Regions from separate parts of the Anas platyrhynchos genome. Here region 2 is linked to region 1. The links are chromatin contacts, called in public Hi-C maps. All regions are on one chromosome and are shown on one strand. Each heading gives the region's core, a stretch centred on a gene start, on an enhancer-like site or on the middle of the called end of the contact. The rest is flanking DNA. Distances are from core to core; before and after follow the strand shown. Region 1 holds the start of ANKRD11 (ankyrin repeat domain containing 11). Region 2 overlaps ANKRD11 (ankyrin repeat domain containing 11).

Region 1 (5,104 bases), core at 1,096-3,595:
GTTGGGGAACGCTTCGCTCCACACCTCCAGCTCCCAGCCTGGAGGGCCAGGTTCACAGCCACCACGGAGAGGAGGCACAAGCACACACACAGCTGGGAACGCAGCGAGTCGGGGGCAGAAACCACAGGGCTCACATGCCAGCCACGCTCTAACAGCGCTCGCTGCAGAGGCGACCCAGGCTTTGCGAGCCGGAGCCTCGCCGCGCACCCAGACGGGGCTGGGGGTGATGCAAGCCCCAGCCAGCCCGACGGCACGGGCTCGCAGCAAACTTCGCTGAAACCCAGCAAAGATGCGCCCTGGCAAGTCCCAAACCTCCTGAGCTCTCCTAGAGGCAAGTCCCAAACCTCCCCGGTTCTCCCAGCACCTGGCAGGGAGGAGGCACGCAGCAGCCATGTGCTGGAAGAGCCGAGCCCCCAGTTTGGGGATGGAGGCACAGAGAGAGCCCCGAGCGTGTGCCCACGTGCAGGGACCACCCCACGGGGCTGGGGGCAGCACCAACGCTCCCCCCCCCGGCTCACAGAAGCCCCCGTGGAGCTCGGTCCCAATTCCACACCACGGTTTCCCAGCCCTTGTGCTGGGCACCACCATGGGCTGGGGAATTGCTCCAGGAGGCACCCTGAACGTGCTGCTGAAGCCGTGCTGTGCGAGCGCCAACTTTTCCTTTTTAAGTTAATCAAGGCAAATATTTAGCTCCTGGTGGAGCACGCACAAAAGAGCGCACCGAGGCCGTCCAAAAGCGTGCGGGAGTGAATCGCCCTCCCCATGGAGCACTGCTCCCCCCACCCCAAAAAAATAAAAATAAAAACAAGGCCAGAATTGTGATTACATAAAGCCCTTCGGTCTTGGGAAGGGACCAGAAGAAGGCCAAAATCGCACAGCTCCGGGCTCCTTCCATTTGCCCCCAGCTCAGCGCCCCGAGGAGCCGTGCTGGGGGGCTTGGGGGGGGGCTGGAGCTCCCCCAGCCCTGCCTGGAATTCGCTCCCCCGGCGCTGAGAGAGCACTTTGTGCGGGGAGCCGGCCGGGGGGAGGATCCCAGCCCTGCAACCGGAGAGCAAAACACACCCGGGGGCCGCCGGGCCGAGCCAATCCTCACACATGCGGCCCCCGGAGCCTCCGCGGGGAGGGAGGGGAGAACGGGAGAGGGATGGGGGGGGGGGGGGGGACCCGGGCCCGGCCCCACCGCGGGGCAGCTGCTAGGGGCGGCGGCGGCACCGGGGAGGTGGGGGGGGGGGGGGGGGGGGGTGAGGGTTAGGGCCGGGGGGCACAAAGGCTGGATGAAGCTAGTGGGTGGGTAAATAAATACATAAGTAGATAGATAATTAAATAAATAATAAAAATAGCTAATTAAATAAATAATGCAATAGATAAATAAATAAATGCCCGGGCCCGGCCGGCTGGCGGCGGCTCAACCCGGGGTTGCACGCACACGCGCGGGGCTCTGACGCCTCCCCGGGCTGATGAAATGGGAAGCGGAAATTACCGAGAGGGGCGGCCCGGGGCATTGTTTTTCCCCCCCCCCACCCCCCAACGCCCCCTCCCCCGTTTCTCCTCCCGGTGCTGCCCCCACCCCCCCCCACCGCAGCACGACGCCCCCCGGGGGCACGGGTGGAGGAAGGGGGGGGGGGGGGGGGGGGGGCAGGGAACGGCCGCGGCTCCCGGCCCCGAGCAGCCCCCGGTGGCGGCCCCCTCCCGGTAACCCCCGGGATCACCGGGGACCCCCCCGGCCTACCGATGAGCCCCCCCCCACCCGGTACCGGTAACCCCCGGTATCACCGGGGATCCCCCTCGTGTTATCGGTAACCCCCCCGGATCACCGATAACCCCCTGTATTATCGATAACCCCCCCCCCATTACCGATAACCGCCCGTTATTACCGATAACCCCCCGGTATTACCGACACCCCCCACACACCACCGGGCACCCCCCGCTCTCACCGGAGACCCCCCCAATCACCCCCTCCCCCCTTCCCAACCCCCCCCTCACCCCTTAACCCCCCCCTTAACCCCTTAAACCCCCCCCTCGGTTCCCTTTTCCCCCCCCCCCGCCCCTTACCGGCTCTCAGCGGCCTGAGGGCAGCCCGGCGCGGGGGGGAGCGCGGCCTGGCGGCGGCTCCGCCGGCCCGGCCGCATAGAGGAGAGAGCAAGAGGCGGCTGAAAGGGGTGCAGGGGGGCGGCGGGGGGCTAATGCTGTGGCGGGGGGGGGCAGCAGAGGCCGCACGTCCCGGTGGCGGTGCCGGTGGCGGTGCCGGCCCCGCGCTCCATGGCCCCGCTGCGCTCCGCTCGGCCCGGCCCCGCTCGCAGCGCTGCCGCCCGCTCGAGCCGCTGGCTGAGACGCCGCCGCTCATTGGCCCGCCGCGTCGCCGCCGCCCATTGGCCGAGCCGCGCGCGCCCGACGTCAGCGCGTCCGAGCAGGGAGAGGGGGGGAAAGGGGGAGGGAGGGGCGCAGCGCGGCCGCCATTGGCTGACGTGGCTCGGCGGAGGCGGTGCTGATTGGTTGGGAGCTGTGAGTGACAGGCGGGGGGGAGGGACCGGGGGGGCAGCGCCGTGAGGTGGCGGCGCCTCAGGGCCCCCCCCCCCCTGCGCCCCGTGTGGTGGTGTGAGGGGGATTCGCCCTCAGCGCCGTTTATCAGTGCCCAGAAATCACAAAAATCCCAATTTTTGATCCAAAACATAAAGGTTTTGGGGCTTTTTGGGCTCTCGTTTCCCTTTGTCAGCCTCCCTCTCGGTGGGTTTCTCGTCACGCCTCACGCAAAGCACTGCAAACAACCTCCCTGCGGCCTCCGAGCTCAAAACTGAGGGGAATTGGGATTTTCACTTCCCCAATATTGGTGCTGCCTTTGGGCGGCCGCAGCTGGAGCCTTCCCTGCGCCCTCCTGACCTGCAGCGCGGGAAGGGCCTCTGCAGGGCCCCTTCCTCATGGTTCTGCTCCTTGCGGCTTATTTGTGATATTTATGAGGGAAATAAAAGCCTGTAGTTAGTTGTGGGGTGCTTTCAGCCTTCCGTTCCCAACAGCAAAGCGATGCAGCACCTGTATGGAAGGCATCTGTGCTACCGTGGGTGCAGCTCTCTGCTGATTCAGCACCTACCAGAATGGGAAAAGATGGGCTTTTATTTTTAATAGGTCATACAAGTGATTGAGGACTACTACGGTCAAACATCGGGGTAAATCCTGCGTGAGCAGTCAAGCGCCAACATCAAAGAGGCCAAGAGAAAAAGCTTCGGGAGCACGTTGATTAGAAGAGCCCTCACTTTAAGCTTGGCTCGTGGTTTCGTTGATGTCACCTATTAGCACTCAGCAGAGAGATGGGCTTGGCAAACGAGACAGCGTTTGGGAGGCCGGCGAGGAGTCCTGCTGCTGCTCCCGGCAGCACAGCTCCGACCTCCCAACCTCCACTTGCCACCCCAGGTTTCCTCAATAAAACGGCCTCGTGCCCGTGTGGCTGGCAAGGGGGAGCGCCAGGCCTCCTGCGTCCCCAGCCGAGGAAGATTTCCGAGGGCGGCGGTCCCCTGCTGCTGGGTAAATGCCTCGTATTGATGGTCTGGGCGTGAACTCGTGCCGCTCTGCTCTAATTGCTGTTTTTATGATTCCTAATGACAGGCTTCAGGCTTCCAGCTTGCCGCTGGATTTGAGCAGCACGGAGTGACGGCTGCTTGCATGCAGCTTCCTGAGCGGTCCGTGGGGCTTGGAGCTGACTTCAGGCACCCCCTGCACACCGATGGATGCCTGGCCTGAGCTCTGCGTGCTTCAGCAGCTCTCTGGGAGCATTCCCGTGGAGCAGTCTGCTCCTTCGTGGCCTCCAACAGCTCTGGTTCCTACCGAGCTAGTCCCCTCTTCCTGCTCTTCTCCTGCAAGCTCAGCGAGGTGCCCATGTCCCTGTCACAGCCTCGGACCTTGCCTGTCCTAGAGCTTCCCAAGCCCCAACGGGCAGCTGTCCTGACGCTGCTGCCGTACTGCTGATTCCCTCTGATCCCCTGCCTGTCGCCATCTGTCACCTACCTGTCTAAAACTGCCTGCTCCTCAGCAGTGACTCACAGCCACGAGCCTGTGCCCCAGCAGTGTGTCCCGGCCAGGCTTGAAGCCCGTGGCTGCCTGACGGGATGGGGTGCCTTCCTTGCCCCCAGTGGAATTTCGGGCCCCATGTTGCTCCACGTGCAACGAGAGCAATTTCACTTCTTTTAAAAGTCTGAGTTTACCCTCTGGTTGCTTCAGCTCTGCATTTAATCCCTTGATTCATTATTGATGTGACGGCTGTGGATGGCGCAGTGGATACCTGACTCCAGGTATCCGTTCGCTCTGCTTGCAAAGTGCTGTGAGATGAGTCCAAGCTAAGAGGGGGGGGGTGGCACCCTGCAAGGAGCTCCCCGAGATTCAGGTGGCAAGAACATCTCATGGGGAGTGTGAAAATAGGAGATGTGAGTTCTCAAACAGCAGGGCTGAGGGCTGTGCTGGCTGCAGAACCTGATTCCTCTTTGCCTGAAGAACACCCGGCTGGGGCTGCTAATGCTGCTTCCTGTCCCTAACCTGCTCAGGGGATAAAGCAGGGATTTCAGGCTCCAATCCCGCACCTTCCCCCAGTAGTAAATACACGTAGCATTACCGGGTGATGTCATGGCTGGAGCACGTCCCAGTGAGGCCAAGCCTGGATCAGGTTAGATCTGTCTGCTCAGAGCCTTGGCTTGCTCCCAGCGGAGCATATTGCCAGGCCGGGGCTGGTGACTGAAGCCACCTTCCCCAAGGTCACCTCTCGCACACGCAGGGAGGACAGCGCTCGCCTTCCCCTATGCTGCCCAGCCCGAGCCGCCCACGCACGGACTCGCAGGGCAGCCACAGTGGCTGCTGGCCGCAAAACTCCTCGCCTCTCCCTCCTGGCACTGCTTCGTGTTGGCACAAGTGAGGCACGGACCCCAGCACCCCCTTTCCTGGTGGCTCATCATCTGCTCGCCTCGGAGGCACAGTGTGAGAGGAGGAATGGGAATTGTGTCACCTGCCGCGACGTGGTGTGTCTGTAAATAACCCATCCTGGCAGATCGGTCACATCCAGGCCGGAGTCTTCTGGCTCAGAGGGTCCCAGCAAGAGCCCCGCAGCCCTCAAATGCTGTTTGTG
Region 2 (5,246 bases), core at 1,327-3,826, 57 kb before region 1:
GGAAGGGAACAGCTCGCCTCTCCCCCGTGAAATTCCTGCCATTCCTGCACGGCAGATAACCCCGCAGCCCTCCTCGTTCCCAGCCACAGCCCCACAACGCCCCCGTGACGACGGCAGCGCGAGGTGCTGGGGCACGGGCAGCACAAACCTGACCCCGCAGCGGGTGCGTGATGGAGGCACCGCGACCTGGCCCTGGCTCCTGAGCACCCCAGCCCCACGCTTCCAGCCAGGCACCATGCTCAGGCCCAAGAAACGACTTTGGAGAGGAGGAAAGGCTCTGATCACGAGGGTTTCTCACCCACAGCACCCAGCGGGAGCTGCAGGATGGGGCAGGAAGCAAGGTGAAGCCGGAGCCCCCGAGCAGCGGGGTGCAGCTACCCCCACTGCCGCACGTGCCGCAGGCTCCCCCGGGAACATCTCCCTGGTTTTGCACCGTGACAGAGCAGGAGCCAGAAAACCCAGCGCGCAGGCTGCCAGCTCATACCCGTGTGCCATGTTTTATCTTTTCTCTTTTTTTTTTTTTTTTTTTTGAGATTCTCCATTTTTAAGGAAGGTGCTGACGTCTGCGGCCAGGGGCTGCCGGCGGTGCCCCGGCCCCGTGCCGGCCCCGCACCGCGCTCTGGGGCCGTGCCGGGGCCTGGTGACGTGCGTGGGGGATGGGGAGGTATTTCGGGACCAGCGAGCGCCGCGGCCCCCCCCCGCACGCTTCACTGCAGTTATCCCTGAAGACAGAAAAATTTGTGCTTGTTTTTCCGCTGCTGCTGCTGAGCAGCTAGGAAATATCTCCCGCTACGGAGAGCCTGGATAAAAACCCCGGCTCCCGGAGCAGCTGAAAGCAGCTGAAAGCAGCTTCCCTCCCTCCCTCCCTCCCTCCCCCTCCCCATCCCCATCGCAATTTCAAGACCTTGAATTTACGGAGGCTGGAGTGAAAGCGCCATCGGCGCGCTTGCCAGCCACAGAGGAGCTGGGAGCGCTGGCGGTTTATCACGTTTCCCCAGCAGATAAGCAGCGGGGAGCTGCCTGCGCCGGCCGGCACCTCTCGCAAGGCCGGGTCGCAGCCGCTTCCTCCCTCCCTCGCTCCCCGCCAGCTCCGGGACCCGTCTGCGTTCGGCCCCGCATGCGCCTTCTGGGGCAGCGGCGCTCCGCCAAGGGCTTGGAGCAAGCCCGGGCTTCTCTATTTCCAAGTTCAAATGAAGAAAAACACACATTTGGAGAGGAGAACGGCCCGGTGGCGTTCTTCTTCCTCTTGTAGACCTTGGGGGGCCAGAGCACGCCGCAGCTTTCGCCCCCGGCACCGCTCGCGTGCCCTGCGCGGGGCCGGGACTCCCCCCTGCCTGCGGCGCGGCGCAGATGCCCCGCTGCAAAGCAACTTTGTTCCTTCTGCAGGGAACAGACAGATTGCAGGAGAAAACTCTATCCCAGCCGCTGCCAAATCCCCCAGCTTTAGTTATTAGTAGGCAATTAGGAGCCATTATTAACGCTTCCTACTACGTTAAGCTCGGCTTGCACCGCATCCCTGCGCCAACCCGGCCGTCGCAGCCCCGCGGCGCACGTGGGGGCACGGGTGGGGAAGGGCGGCCCCCTACCCACACCTCCCGGCCCCGCAGATGCATTTCATGCGCTCGTCTCGCGAAATAAAATCGTAAGGAAAAAGACAGAGATTAGGAAAGGGGGGGGAGGGAGGTAAACAAAAGTGCCGCGGCACAAAGGAAAAACAGTTTTGCTCTTGTTTTTTAGCTCACAATCGCCATCGAAGCTATTCAGGAAACTGGTGCACTGCCCTCCAACCAACTTCAATTAGGGAATTCAAAAGCAGCCAGACAAAAGAATGCCTGGGAGTTACTGCACCGCACCGAGATATTTTTAGCCAGAGCTGGGAGGCTGTTTGTGGGACGCTGCTTTGCTCCCGCTGCATTCAGCCTTTGTATTTACATTCGCAGGACAGTTGAGATTTACTAGGTCAGAGGGAAGGAGAGACGAGAAGCTGCGTGCGCGGCTCCGATCCTTTTGCTTTCTGACGCTCTGGGAAGGATTTTCAGAGGAATCTGCTCGACTCCAGGGCGAGACAGACCCAGCTTGGCCTCACTCTGCCTCCGGAGTTGCCCTGCAGCAGCAGCCCCTTTCCAAAGGGCGCTTTCAGCCGCGGTGCTGCTGCCCCCGGCGAGCCCAGAGCTGAGCCCCGGCCGTGTCCCCCCCCTCTCCGGGTCACCAGATGCCAGTCAGAGCCCGCAGAGCGGTGACACGCGGTGACACCCCTGGTGACACTCCTTTGGAGGCAGGCCGCGGGCTTTGTCGCGGGAAGACAATCGCCAAAAACAAAGGGGCCACAGGAGTCGGCCAGATCCCCGAGCTGGAACGAGGTTTGGGCAAAGAGGAGTGTGACCAAGCCCCGGGGGGAGCTGCTCGGGGATTTTTTGGGAGCCGTTCCCCAGGAGCCAGCGTCGGGCACGGGGTGGCCGTGGCAGAGCCGGGGGCTCGGGGCTCGGGGCGCTGGCGGCCGCGCTCCTCCAGCGCAGCCCCCTCTTCCGCTCCCTCCCACCACTGCGGCAGCGCAGATGGCAGCAGCGTGACCTCGCTGTTCCTGCCTCCTTGTTTTGATCCTGCAGTCTTGATTGTTCAGGCTAATCCCACACTCCGAGCCTTGGCTGCCAGCCAGAGCTGTTATTAATGGCACAAAAGCTTCTCATTCCAGCTACTTCTACATCCGCTAATGCTGTTGTTCCCTTCTCTCGCTCCCCCTCTCGCCACAGCGCAGGCTGGAGCTGGAATACATTTCGGGAGGGGAAGAGCCCCTCTGCCACCAGCCCTGCGCACCCAGGGCTCCACCAGGACCCTCGGAGACGAGCTCACCAGCCCCGGCACCCCCCTGCTCAGCCAGGGATCTCCTCCGAAGCCCAGAGCCGGGCAGGGACGTGGGGAGTTTCCAGCAGCCCCTGCGGAAGGCGCAGAGCCCCCAGGAGCACCCAGGGCTGCCCCAGGCAGGGGTAACCAGGGGCTGGATGGAGCCCGAGGACGGTGGCACCGCGACGCCGCTCGTCCTCCTGCCCCTGCTGAAAGAAATGCTAAATGTTGTAAAGCTCCAATTAACACCACGCGCTGAGCAGAGGCTTCAAACTCTCTGTAATTTACCCCTTCGGGTGCCAGCCTCGCAGCACGCCTGCTCATCCTGTGCGGCGCCAGGAGCCGTGCCCAGCTCCGAGCTCTCCGTCCCTGCGCCCCGCAGCCTCCCCTGCCCACGGGGGAGCTCTGTAGGGGCGCAGTCCCTGCGAGCAGCAGGCACGGGGCAGAGCTCGGGCACGGCTTTGCAAGTGCCTGGGATTAACCCTGACAAATGGAACATTTTCTTCAACTGCTCGGTTCCCACCACGTGTGGAGCCGTGCGCTGATCCCCCGCGCCCCAGGTTGATGCTGAGGGTGGCCGCGGGGACAGGCGGGCTCGGGGCAGGGCAGGTGGCACAGCGGGAAGGGAAAGGGCTTGTAGGGCGTGAAAACATTTCCCTGCCCTGCTGGAGGAAGCCTGGTGCCTGTTCAAAGCCCCCGTGCTTCGCTCCTCAGGCTGCAGGAGACTAAAAATAATCTTGGTTTAAAACTGCTTAACAGTCACGGGATCGAGCAGAACAAAAGGAGAAATTCGTTCAGAGGGGATCGATCCTTCTGGGGCTCCGCTGGCACAAAGGGCCCCACGGAGCAGCAGCTGGGGATGGGCCCGGGGGAAGCGGGGCTGCACCCCACACGTCCTGGGGTGAACAAACGTTGGAGAGTCTTAGGAAGTCTTACACAACCTCAAGGGGATAACTGAAGCAAAACCAGCAAAAATAGGAAATAATTCAAATTAATAAAATCAATCGTTTCCAAGGCCGAAAGGATTTGCTGCGATCATCTCAGCCACCGGCCCACCAGGACTCCCCAGGTTGTCTTCTCTCACGTTCTGCTGATGCAAACCGGCTACAGCAGACATGAAGCCTGCATCCCATCCAAAAAAACAGGCGCTGAGGGTCCTGAGCACACTTTGCCATCACCTGGAGGCCGCTGCCTTGATGCCTGCTCCTCACATCGCCGGCACCCGTGGCCACTTCCAAGGGGACACAGCGGGAGGCCCATGGGGTGCCCCGATGACACAGCTCAGCATGCAGATGCTCTGCAGGCTGTGGCCACGAGTGGCCAAGTAAATGGCTTTTGGGTTCTGGCATGGCCATGGGGCCAGCTCCTGGTGACACCACGGCTCACGGGACAGAACAGAGGGGACGAAAAGGAGTGCTGGTGCTCCGTGTGATCAAAGGGCAGCAGCACCGGAGAGATGGTCCGTGTGCTGCCCTTCACAACCAGGCAGCGGCACCGACCAGATGGGTCCTTAAATGGGATTAGGAGGAAGGCGGCACGATGACGACGTCCAGCCCCTTCCTCCGGGGCTGGAAAGTCGCCCCGCTCGCGCCGAGGCTGGCTCCGCCGCGGGGAAGCAGCTCCCTGCTTTTGCCTTCTTTGTTCTTCCCGGCCGCTTCCTCCCTCCTGGTTACCTTGCAGCCCTGCCATCTCCGGCAATTCCTCTTCTCTGGCAAGTCTTTGAGGTGCCCATTATACAAGATACACAAAAATAAATTGTTTTTAATCCTCCAGACTCTAGTGCTTCCAAACAAGGATCTTAAAGAGCTTTACAAACAATGGATTAAGCCTTAAGACTCCCTGTGAGGTAGGAAAGTGCTGCTTTTACAGAAGCAGAGGAAGGTGAGCGAGGCTGAAGGGGAAGGCAAGCAACCCCATAACCGGAGCAGAAGCGCACAGGCAGGCACGTGCTGGCCTGTCACCGATCCACCATCCACCTAGAGATACCTTTTGCCATTTATTCCAAAATCGGAAGGACTGAAGGGCACCATGCACGTCTCCAACACCAAACACACGCTCCCACCTTTGACTCTCAGGACCACGATTACAAACGCGTGGCCAGGCACAGCCCCGCAGGTCCCAGCGCCACGGGGGCACCGTGTCCCTTGGGCACCGTTCACCTTTCACATCTCGTGCCCTCCTTAGCCAGCACACGGCGAGGTTCAGGCAGCTCAGCGGGTGCAACAGGACAGAGGAAGGCTCCTCCTGCCTCGCTCCCCAGCCCTACAGCATCGGGGGGTCACGGGCTCCGCACCCCCAGCCCGCACGGCCGGGACACGCCGCGCATCCCTCGTGTGCGTCCCGGCCCGGGCAGCCCGTACGCTCCTTCCCAAATATATTTTGCATACATCTTGTAAACAAGTTTT

Evidence for each region. A called contact is a pair of places that touch in the nucleus more often than the background predicts.
Region 2: a Hi-C map of subcutaneous adipose tissue shows a contact between it and region 1, with 1.8 times the contacts expected there. The contact joins the enhancer-like site here to the promoter of ANKRD11 in region 1. A contact is called at or near these places in 3 of 8 Hi-C or Micro-C datasets (skeletal muscle and subcutaneous adipose tissue).

Annotation. Positions count from the first base shown.
Region 1 is chr12:1,485,939-1,491,042 of IASCAAS_PekinDuck_T2T, reverse strand. ANKRD11 (ankyrin repeat domain containing 11) reads right to left here and starts at 2,345. Exons shown (of 13, transcript XM_072043799.1): 1 at 2,053-2,345. LOC110352371 (a long non-coding RNA gene) reads right to left here. Exons shown (of 2, transcript XR_003499847.3): 2 at 3,093-5,104.
Region 2 is chr12:1,542,586-1,547,831 of IASCAAS_PekinDuck_T2T, reverse strand. All of the region lies in intron 2 of ANKRD11 (ankyrin repeat domain containing 11), which reads right to left. Among named protein-coding and RNA genes, the nearest start is that of ANKRD11, 57 kb to the right of the region's middle. Within about 2 kb of position 2,576, at least 6 of the 8 cell types and tissues checked have an H3K27ac peak or open chromatin away from gene starts, as enhancers often do. A contact at or near this core is called in subcutaneous adipose tissue, where this site is marked.